Linked DNA regions of Salmo salar: region 1 is linked to region 2. Evidence: chromatin contacts called from public Hi-C data. All regions are on one chromosome and are shown on one strand. Each heading gives the region's core, a stretch centred on a gene start, on an enhancer-like site or on the middle of the called end of the contact. The rest is flanking DNA. Distances are from core to core; before and after follow the strand shown.

Region 1 (5,951 bases), core at 2,443-4,942, 160 kb before region 2:
AACACTCAGTCGACATGCGCAAAGTGATTCATTCACATCCGAATGTTGCTCATGGGCACAGCTCGTGTGCAGATAAAGGAAGCACGGGACTGGAAGCTCTCAACACAGCACCAATGACAACACCACTCCCGAAAAAGTGACAACTGAACCGTTTAATAATTTGCGTACCGTGTGCATTGTGCACGGTAACGATGACTGTCCAACCTAAAACCAGTCAACAATGTAGTGATTTGTAAATCGTCGTTTTAATATATTTTCCATATACACTAGGCATATTCAAATTCTTCCCGACAAGTAATATAATTATATTAACTTTTCGCATTCTAATCTTTAGGCATATGTCTAGATTAGATTATAGTATATAACAATTGAAATCATCATGTATTTGAACATTACAATTAGATCGTGCCTGTAAAATAACAATATAATTGCTTGATTGATTACAACTCTCCAGACCCTGGGGGTTATTGAAGGTATTCCTAAAAACAAAAAAGATCCCAATAAATGTTTGTATAGTTAAATAAGGGTGTAGCCTTAATTAATCGATCAACGTGGTAATCAGATTTATGTAACAGGCTTTTGAATTTGGAAACAATAGGAAACTCTTCCTTGATTATTTTCGCGCAGTATAATGAAATAACCCGGGTGCAAACCCTGATCGTCTGAACGCGAGACTGTTTTGCACACGGCACCCGTCTGTCCTGACGCTATAAAAACGGTGCTTCGCCAAAGAGAAATTTGAAGCTTACAACTCATCAGTGAAATTAAGCTGAAATACTTCATTTGAATAAAGAAGCGCGATCAAAAACTGGAACATGGATCCTTGTGAATGCTCTAAAAGTAAGTTTATGTATATTGATTAATATAATCAGAATTTAGTCCTATTTATTCGTAACAAATTACCTGTTATTTTGATCATCTCTTAACCCAACTTGTATTTGTAGCTGGCTCTTGCAACTGCGGTGGATCCTGTAAGTGCGCCAACTGCGCATGCACCAGTTGTAAGAAAAGTAAGAGTTTTTGTTGGTTGTTACATTCTAAATACCACTTCAGATTGCCTATGTAGGTATATTTACCCAAGCTCTTCTCAATGGTGTCTGGTGGCACTTTAAATGGAGAGGACGGGCTGTGCACCCTATGTGATAACCAAGTGGGAAGGTAATTTACCACATACAACTGGAGAGAAATCCACTTAACCCCCCCAACTGGTAATTAGTGGGGGAAACTTATGTCCTGAGCGCCGACTTCTCTCATACTGGCGTCACCTAAGGAAATGACTTTAACTGCAATTTCGGCAGAGAAATTCAACTGCACAACTTTTATAAAAAACAATAATTTTTAACACTCATTTTGTTTACCAGCATGATGGCTGTACTTGGTTGACACTGCGTGTTGGCCATTAGAAAATGTTTCTCAAAGATGGTATTACCATTTTCCCACTTAGTTATGAACACCTGGTAGCCTAATTAGGCTTTTTTTCAAGAGGACGCCAAACTAGGAAGTCTTTGCTTTGAGTAAGTTGACCATGACTGGGGAGACAAGTTGCCAACTCATCCTAGAGCCTCATTAATAGGTTATGCAATAGTCTGTCATTGGTCATCACTAATTTATTGTTTTTGTCCCGTCAGGTTGCTGCCCCTGCTGTCCTTCCGGCTGCAGTAAATGTGCTTCAGGCTGTGTGTGTAAGGGCAAGACCTGTGATACCAGCTGTTGTCAGTGAGGCCTGGTGCATGACTGACAATGCAGTCATTCCCTATGAAATTGGTTGTACCATCTTGAGCCTAGACTTAGTACTTAAATGTAAGAAAATAAATTCCATTTAACTTATTCAAGTTTGCCTTTCATTTGTGTTACTGGGGGTGGGTAACAACACAAATGTTTAACCTTCCAGTGTCTACATGTTTCTTGATTCCCTCCCAAATTAAAAGTGGGGGATTTGCGTAGTTAACCATAAGTTTCCATTTAAGATTTTTTTTCTGTACTGGCATTTTGTCTAAATACAAAATGTATTTCTTAACAGATCCCCCTTAGCTGTTCTTGGGGTCCAAACACTAAGGCTCTTACATAAAACAGTAAATAGCATTACACATACAAAATGTATAACACTAAACAGTGTGCTAGCATGTCTTCACAGTACTTGCTGTTCCGTAAGGTGAATTATTAGTTTTGAATCTGATCTTACCGCTTGCATCAATTACCTGATGTGGGCTAGTTCTATATAATACTGTGTGCCTCCCATAGTCTTGGGGATTGAAGACCTTTTAGCATGCCTTGTGGCGTGTGCATGGGTGTCTGAGCTGTGTTAGTAGTTTTAACAGAGCTCGGAGCATTCAGCTTGTCAACCTCCCACTTTGACCCATGAACGATTGACATGCTGTTCTGAGCAAATTGTAATTCTTAAGTATTTGTGGCACCTGACCCCACACCTGAACAGTAGTCCAGCTGTGACAACTAGGGCTGGTAGGACCTGCCTTGTTACTGATAAGGTTAGAGCAGTGCTTTATGGCCAGACTTCTCTTATCTTAGCTACTGTTGTATCACTGTTTTGACCATGACAATTTACAATCCAGGGTTACTCCAAGCAGTTTGTGGTTAACGTTAGCTGAGTTAGGTTTGGGAAGGGGTTAGCTAACATGCTATCAAGTTAAAATGCTAGTTGTCTGAGATTCTGGTTACCCTCCTTGGGTACCTATCATAACAATTTGTGTCCTGTATTTGTTACGTCTAGTCTACAAAACCAGGATGGACAGCCACCTCATTAAGTAGACAGAACCTTTTTTTAATGGTAAATGGCCTGAGTACTAAATGTATCCACAATATGCTATACTGTCTCCCTAACAATGAAGGCTAGAATAGGCTTGAAGTATTTGGATGGGAGACACATGGGAACCAATTGCTGCTGGGGACAAGTATGCCACTCAAGTAGGCTGAGTAATTGTGGGGACAAGGTGAAGGTCACAGTCCTGACTCAGTGGTTCCTGCAAGTCTAAGATCTTACCTGTCCTTGACCAAGTGTCTGCTACCTTCTGGTATCTAATCTTCTCCAATGCAAATCTAAATACTACACTGGTCTGTCATAAGTTTAAGTGCCTAATTGTCCTTTTTCCATGGCTGTTATGTGTAGATGGGTTGGCCGACATCACGAAAATGATGCGCACGCATTGTATTTTAACATTGTGGAGTGACAGGTGAATAAACTGTTCTAACACAGTTCAACCTGCATGTCAACACTGCTTTGAGATTAGTGATTAATAATAGATTAGGTTGAGGAGTGTTTATTTTGGGGGTGTTTAGTTGCCAATTAGGCATAGCAGGCCTGTCACACTTTAAGGGGTTATACAAAAGGCATATATTGTATTCATTAATTTAACCTTTATTTAACTAGGCAAGTCAGTTATGCCAGCACATGAAGGGATTGAAAAATGACAATTGCAATACATGATCATTTTGTCCCCATCCCTAATGAGGATGAGGCAGACTCAACCAAAAGGGGGGTTGGGTTGGAGGCTGAGCTCCCACTCCTTCATGATGACGGTATAGGCACAAGGTTGCGTGACTTCTCGATCTACCACCTCCATTACATTCCGGCGCAGCAGGTGGCGGCAGAGAGCTGCCCACAAGTAAAAAGCGCAATGTCGTTTTGGAAAACGAGGCATCATCCAATCATCGTAGACCTCAGAAGTGCCGGGGTAAAATGTATGTACGACGGGGGGGGAAATGAGATAATCGCAAAAGAACTGTTATAACTAGTTTCCAAAAGAAAGAAAAAACTAGTAGTTTGTGGAACAAGGGAAAGGATCATTTGCTATCTAGTCTTCTTGTAAGTTGCCCAACTAATACGCGTTATAACTAGCAAGGAATGATACTAGTTATTGTAGTTATCCTGCTAGCTGATACTAGCACCATTCATCAGTACTCGGTCTGTCCTTGCCAAGCATGACTCTAGCCAGTTTGCTAACATGCTTTCCTTTGTACCTGTCTACCGTTAGTAAACGAAGGATTTATTTTAAAATGTTGATGGCATAAAATGTGTAATTCGTATTTGAGTTTTTGTAGACAGTGATATCAAAATCTATTCGTAGTAAGAGGCTCACTACGATAGCAAGCTAGCCTAATAGCTAATCGTGCTAATGGGGCAGTCGCGCGTTGGGTTCGATTTTCGGAAAACTGAGGAAAAGGGTCCAAACACAAATGAGATTAGTTTGTACATGGTGTGGCCCGTGACAGATTAAAAAACACTGAATTATATAGAACCAGTCCAGTGATCAGTCCTGGTCTGGACAACATCATTACATACACTAACATTACATACAGACGGTCTTTTTTTTCAAGTTTTCATCAAGAATGTTTTGTGGTATCTGGAATGATTGATATCTGGAATCAGTCATTAGGTCTAAACAGCAGACAGTCACTGATTTGTTTAAATGCCATGTTCCCAGCCAGGATTAGGATAGCTAGCAGTCAGATTGTTACAGGCTAACTCAGCCTTACTTACAGGTTAGGTACTTTTTGGTGTATTACAGAGAATGTTCGACCAACCTTAACTTGGCAATAGCCCAACTTGGAAGAAGATGACAAATGTTTTAGAAAATGTCAATAAATTAAGTAAAAAATAAATAAAATAAAAAACATTGCTCCATGAAGTCATCCAGGCTGCAATATTGTCTATTTCAAATCTTCTCTCATTGATCAAGTTCTCTGTGCTATGCTAAACCGTACCTATCTAATAACTCCTATCAGCCAGCTGGAACAGAGTAATGGTTTGACTAGGCAGTATTTTTAATAGTTAGGCTAGAGTCATGAAGACTGCAGGCCAATTAATCCACTATAGTTATATTTGTTTTAATCCAGCCAGCCTGTCTGTTGACTCCCAGTGGTTGCCATGGAAGCGGAGGGCTTTGGAGAACTCCTGCAGCAGGCAGAGCAGCTTGCAGCAGAGACTGAGGCCGTGTCTGAGCTTCCTCATGTTGAGAGGAACCTTCAGGAGATCCAGCAGGCTGGAGAGAGGCTACGCTCCCGCACCTTAACTCGAACATCACAAGACGCTGCTGACGTGAAAGCGTAAGTTCTCTCTTGGGTATCAGTCACTGATATTTTCTTATTGAGCACCGTTACATGCACACAATAATGATTGTGCATAGTCAGGTTAATATAATAGTTGATTAAACCGTTTACATGCTTTGCAAGAAGCACAATTTCTCTAATAATCCTGTTTCCATGGACACATCTGAAATCAGTCTACTAATGGGACTTGTTATTTTGTGAAGACTATTTGATTCTGAGTTTGGACATATGAAGTTTGTATGTTTACTATTTCTAAGATGCATACTTTCAGTTTTTCCGAACTCACTTCACTCGTGCATAAGAGGAAGCCTGCGCTGCCTGGTGCGGGCACATGTGCAGATCAAATACACCACTGGAACGCCGATTAAACTGTTATCATGTCCTAATAATTCGAAAAGATTGCGCAGAAAATCAGGTGTTTTTAATCGGCTTATGCTTACTTTGATTATGACCATACGCCTATTTAAGATAAGCAGAGTAAGGCGTTTACATGACTAATGCCATAATCAGTTTAATATCCAATTATTTGTGTGATGTTTAATCTCTTCTTTTTTTTTTACATTGTCATCTGTATTTGTACTCTGGGACATCAAGTTTATGGGAGCTATCTTATGTTAGAGATGTGTAGCTCTGTGTTATGTTCTGCATTGCATTCAACTTCATGCCCTCTAGAGCAGGGGTTCTCAAGTGCTATTTGAGAAGGTCCAGTCACACAAATGTCCTAGGTGGCGAAGGTTCGGATAGAAATTGATTTATTGGCGTAGTAACTAACCCCAACCTCGCAACCAATGCGACCCCAAACTGTTCACACCCCTCTTATTGCCGGAGAGAAAATGTAGCAGTTTTAAAGATACTTTCCTGCAATTCTTCAAATCTTTCCATGTCTT
Region 2 (6,101 bases), core at 1,093-3,592:
CTCAAATTCATAGACCGAGCTATGGCACAGACAACCACTCTCAAATTCATAGACCGAGCTATGGCACAGACAACCATGATATCAAAATTAGAGTTTTAAACATGTTTTGAGGCTATTTGGTATTTGTTTACATTTACAAACATTGGAATAAAACAAGGTTATATTTAGGATTCTTTATTTTACCAGGCAAGTTGACTGAGAACACATTCTAATTTACAGCATCTACCTGGGGAATAGTTACAGGGGAGATGAATGACCCAATTGGAAGCTAGCAATGATTAGGTGGCCATGATAGTCAGATTGGGAATTTAGCCAGGACACTGCCGTTAACACCTCTACTCTTATGATAAGTGCCATGGGATCTTTACTGACCGCAGAGTCAGGACACCCATTTAACGTCCCACCCAAAAGATGGCACCCTACACAGGGCAATGTCCCCAATCACTGCCCTGGGGCATGGGAATATTTAATTTTAGACCAGAGGAAAGACTGCCTACTGGCCTTCCAACACCACTTCCAGCAACATCTGGTCTCCCATCCAAGGACTGACCAGGACCAACCCTGCTTATTAGCTTCAGAGGCAAGGCAGCAGTGGGATGCAGGGTGGTATGCTGCTGGATTCTGATGGGTTAAGACTGTTGAACGATGCACATGGCATTTATAAGTTATATTCTTCAAGAATGAATGGGTACATGTCATTAAATGACGAGTCAAAAAAATGTAACAACTGCAGATTTCCCTTTTAAAGTTAATCAAACTGATAATTTTTGGATCCATGAAAATAGAGGTATACAGTGGAGATTGAGAACTTACTTTACTTTACTTGCCTCAACTCAATCAAGTAGACCACAGACACCAGGTCAAGAAAACATCTGTTGGATAGATAATAAAATAATTCAGAACAGTGTGCTTAAAGGAAAAATGTAGACATAAGATTAACAATTAGAGTACATAGAGTAGACCAAGGTTTCTCAAACTCAGTGCATGTTTTGTTTTTTGCCCTAGCACTACACAGCTGGTTCAAATAATCAAAGCTTGATGATGAGTTAGTTATTTGAATCAGTTGTGTAGTACTAGGGCAAAAAACAAAATGTCCACCCAGGGGGTCCAAGGACCAAATCTGTTACCATGGTTGGAAACAATCATTGGTTATCACCTATTTATAATTTATGAGGCTATGCCTCCCTCTAGTGGTCGACTCAAGAAATGTGTAGTGTAGCCATCTACTGTATGGTTTCCCAAACTCGGTCCTAGAACCCCCTGGGTGGACATTTTGGTTTTTGCCCTAGTACTACACAGCTGATTCAAATAACTAACTCATCGTCAAGCTTTGATTATTTTAACCAGCTGTGTAGTGCCAGGGCAAAAACCAAAACGTGCAGTTTCGGAAACCCTGGTCTTCTGCACGCTAGCTGTCATTATATTTGAGCTAGCTTCTACCAAGTGAAGTAAGGGTTGTCTTTAAGGTTGATATTCCATTTTAGTAATTTACGTTTCCAGATAGGTAGTTGCTATCTATGGGGGAACCTACCAAACTATTAGTTAGGCCTACATATTATTGGATACCTGCTGACTAGGTTTTTTCTATCCAACAAAACTCAACGATTTAAGATAGCTGAGCGGCGTTTATGTGGGCGGACTAGTGATCCAACGTCACAACTTGAAGTTTTTATCAAAAACGACTGATTTCAGCATCCAGAGAATAGCACGCAATTACACAGATCAATGTCGTGTGTAACTGGACAATTTTTTGGGGTGCTGAAATCAGTCGTTTTTTATCAAACTGAATTTTACGTTACGTCGTAGCTCCAGTCTGCCCACAATAGTCGCCGCACAACTCCATCGTAAATCTTGGGAGTTGAATTTAAATCGGCTAGGTTCCACACTCTAGCTGATCAGTCTATTAGCTACGGGCTTATAAGATTGATTAGCTAACCAATAAGAACGGATTTCGAATAGAAATTTAGAGGATAAACTTAGCTAGCTAAGACAGCTATCTTGCTAAATACATTGTGTAGCTGCGAGCTGTCTAGCTCGCTACTGTAGCTGTCTCGCTAGAAAACTAGTTCATTGCCAACAACACCGCTAGCACGCAGCTCGTTGCGAAATAATGGTTAAATACCGCTTCTATAATGTAAATATATATCTGCGTTCAAAAATGATTACAATTGTTCATATATGAATCAATGATCGTACATTTTGGATTACAAATGTAATATTTAACAACAACAACACAGCTAGCTAGGACACTTTTACCCAATCCACGGAGCCACGTGTCCCAGTAAATAGGTTCCGCATAATTTGTGAAGAAACAATATAGTTCCCATTTGTGCATCGGCCTGAATAATTGTTGCAATCTGTGTAAATAAATACGTATTAACTTCCACTGTGTCTTCAAAATTGTGTGGAAGATTATTTTTGTAAATCTAGTAACCGAGCCATAATGTTATACATTATCAGGCAATAACTATGCTTATTTACTGAGCTACAGCTGAATGGCTCTGGTTGGATTCTCGCACATACTTCATTTAAACATTTTCGGATAACTGTATAACAATCTAATTTGCAACTGCAGATTAGAAATCCTAAATTCTAAATCTATAATTTACTGGTTGTAGAACGATTATGGATTATTGAGAAAACTTCCATTGACATCATCACCACCACTCCATCCAATTACCGCCATATTTTTGTTTTCAGTTTAGATATTCGGATTTTGCTCGTCAGTCTCTTCGACGGAAAGTTTTGTGATGATAAGAGTGATACATCTAGAATAAGATGACGATAGAGAGCAAGGCACAACGTTTATTAAATCAACTCGGTTTCAAAAAGGTGACTTTATGTTGGTTTCAATGGGTGAATATTACGCGTTTGCGGCTAAGGGACCGTCTTAAAAGTGCAATCAGCAGAAACTGGTGTTCAGAAAAAGTACATTTTTATTTCAAATTAGAAATCTAGAGATCTTAAACCAAATGTGTTTTTTTCCCCCACAACAATTACATTTTGACATTTTATGTAAAAATAATTCTGGATTTTATGTAAAAAACATGAAAAGGCCTAAGATATTTCTCACTCTTATGCAACCTTGTAGCCTACTAACATAACAGAGCTAAAATCACTTGTAGCAAAGTCACAGATATGCCTTATCCATGATACACCCATTAGAATTCCCATTTGAAATGTTTTATATTTTCAGATCCACTTAACTCTAACCCATTCATAGACGCTAACTACCTTTTAGCGGCTATTGGCGATAGTATCTTCGGACCGGGGGAGTTTTGTTAAGAGCCCCGACACTTGTTTTACGAACGTTAAAACGCATCGCTTGCGGTATGGTTTTGGAAACATAAGGAAGGTATCTTTTATATCAGAGAGAAATAGTAATAAAAAAAAGTTTAATTACGACACACCTTTATAGGGTTCCCACACAGCCATATTTCCATGTTACAGCACTTGTTCATGGAAAACAGACAAAAGACAGAGGCGTACCTGTGCTAATTAGCTATCTGCGTCTCCGAACAACTGTGTGTAAACGGAAGACGGACGCCACAAACGTGTTGTCACTGAAAAATACTGTTGGCTGCAACTGTGTTAAAACCAGTTAAAACACTGTACAGTATATTTAGCATTTTTAAAATCGTTTTTATGTGATATGAAAATAGAGAGCTTTATGTTTCTAGAACCGTACCGCAATTGAGAATCAATTCACATTTAGATGGAGTATTTGGCTGTTTTGTTTGCCAAAGCCAATTCACCTCTAAACAGAACGTGTAAGGAGTAAGGTTAGGCTTTTAGTCCATTATTGGGGCCACTTAACTCAAGCCCTTTCTGACCAACTTGAGCTCATCCAGAAGCGAGCTTGATGAATCATCCTCAGCATGGAATATCCTGGATCAACAATGATCTGATTTCACTATCACTGCCCTCACTTAATGAAGAGAGAAACTGTGCCTTGACTTCCAGGCAGGTCACCCGTGATACAAGTCAGTATTTGACTTCCATCCATGTCGAAATGTGACGTTTGAGAAACATGGATGAACGTCTAATTCTGATGTGAGACTTTGAGAGCTTGTAGCAGGCAGACTTTTCTGTCTCACTGTTTAAGTTCCCCTTCAGAGACTGGTTACCTGCCTGCCGAGGACAAGTGTCAAGCAGATCCTGCCACAGTACACATCTGCTCTCAATTCCGCAGCCCAGGAGTCCAGGACTGAAAGATATAAACAAAACTTGCCTATTCTCTACCTATGCACATTTTTATTTGATTTATTTATTTAACCTTTATTTAACTAGGAAAGTTAATTAAGAACAAATTCTTATTTACAGGCCAAGGACTCCTGGCCTGTGGAATTACGAGCAGGTGTGTACTGCCGTAGGATCTGCTTGACACTTGGCCTCGGCAGGCATGTAGCCAGTCTCTGAAGGGGCACTTGAACAGTGAGACAGAAAAGTCTGCCTGCTACAAATTAATACACAAAACTCCTGAATGTACACTACCAGTCCAAAGTTTTAGAACACCTACTCATTCAAGGGTTTTTCTTTATTTGACAATTTTCTACATTGTAGAATAGTAGTGAAGGCGTCAAAACTATGAAATAACACATAAGTAACCAAAAAAAGTGTTAAACAAATCAAAATATATTTGAGATTTGAGATTCTTCAAAGTAGCCACCCTTTGTCTTGATGGCAGCTTTGCACACTCTTGGCATTCTCTCAACCAGCTTCACCTGGAATGATTTTCCAACAGTCTTAAAGGAGTTCCCACATATGCTGAGCCGTTGTTGGCTTCTTCTCCTTCACTCAGCGGTCCGACTCATCCCAAACCATCTCAATTTGGTTGAGGTCGGGGTATTGTGGAGGCCAGGTCATCTGATGCAGCACTCCACTCTCCTTCTTGGTAAAATAGCCCTTACACAGCCTGGAGGTGTGTTGGGCCATTGTCCTGTTGAAATACAAATGATAGTCCCACTAAGCCCAAACCAGATGGGATGGTGTGTCGCTGCACAATGCTGTGGTAGCCATGCTGGTTAAGTGTGCCTTGAATTCTAAATAAATCACAGACAGTGTCACCAGCAAAGCACCCCCACACCATAACACCTCCTCCTCCATGCTTTATTGTGGGAACCACACATGCAGAGATCATCTGTTCACCCACACCGCATCTCACAAAGACACAGCGGTTGGAACCAAAAATCTCCAATTTGGACTCCAGACCAAAGGACAAATTTCCACCAGTCTAATGTCCATTGCTAGAGTTTCTTGGCCCAAGCAAGTCTCTTCTTCGTATTGGTGTCCTTTAGTAGTGGTTTGTGTAAAGCAATTTGACCATGACGGCCTGATTCACGCAGTCTCCTCTGAACAGTTGATGTTTAGATGTGTCTGTTACTTGAACTCTGTGAAGCAGAACTTATCCTCTGTAGCAGAGGTAACTCTGGGTCTTCCATTCCTGTGGTGGTCCTCATGAGAGCCAGTGTCATCATAGCGTTTGATTGTTTTTGTGACTTCACTTGAAACTTTCAAAGTTCTTGAAATGTTTCGTATTGACTGACCTTCATGTCTTAAAGTAATGATGGACTGTCGTTTCTCTTTGCTTATTTGAGCTGTTTTTGCCATAATATGTACTTGGTCATTTACCAAATAGGGATATCTTCTGTATACCACCCCTACCTTGTCACAACACAACTGATTGGCTCAAACGCATTTAGAAGGAAAGGAATTCCACAAATTAACTTTTAAGAATGCACACCTGTTAATTGAAATGCATTCCAGGTGACTAATTCATGAAGCTGGTTGAGAGAATGCCAAGAGTGTGCAAAGCTGTCATCAAGGCAAAGGGTGGCTATTTGATGAATCTCAAATATAAAATATATTTTTATTTGTTTAACACTTTTTTTGGTTACCACATGATTCCATATGTGTTACTTCATAAACTCAGCAAAAAAGAAATGTCCTCTCAATGTCAACTGCGTTTATTTTCAGCAAACTTAACATTAGTAAATATTTGTATGAAAATAACAAGATTCAACAACTGAGACATAAACTGAACATGTTCCACAGACAAGTGACTAACAGAAATTGAATAATGTGTCCCTGAACAAAGGGGG

What was found. Hi-C and Micro-C count contacts between places; a contact is called where the count stands out from the background.
Region 1: a contact with region 2 is called in a Hi-C map of gill, with 1.9 times the contacts expected there. The contact joins the promoter of LOC100195319 here to the promoter of LOC106560853 in region 2. A contact is called at or near these places in 2 of 3 Hi-C or Micro-C datasets (blood and gill).

Annotation. Positions count from the first base shown.
Region 1 is chrssa10:87,141,272-87,147,222 of Ssal_v3.1, reverse strand. LOC100195319 (nucleoporin 93) reads left to right here and starts at 3,692. Exons shown (of 21, transcript NM_001140348.1): 1 at 3,692-3,820; 2 at 4,875-5,061. The coding sequence starts at 4,883. It overlaps mt2 (metallothionein 2), which reads left to right and starts at 816. Exons shown (of 4, transcript NM_001123669.1): 1 at 816-840; 2 at 945-1,010; 3 at 1,629-1,720; 4 at 1,723-1,826. The coding sequence starts at 816. The coding sequence ends at 1,720. LOC123724457 (a long non-coding RNA gene) reads right to left here and starts at 1,081. Exons shown (of 4, transcript XR_006757016.1): 1 at 904-1,081.
Region 2 is chrssa10:86,975,632-86,981,732 of Ssal_v3.1, reverse strand. LOC106560853 (PSME3-interacting protein) reads right to left here and starts at 2,342. Exons shown (of 9, transcript XR_001318681.2): 1 at 2,257-2,342; 2 at 828-872.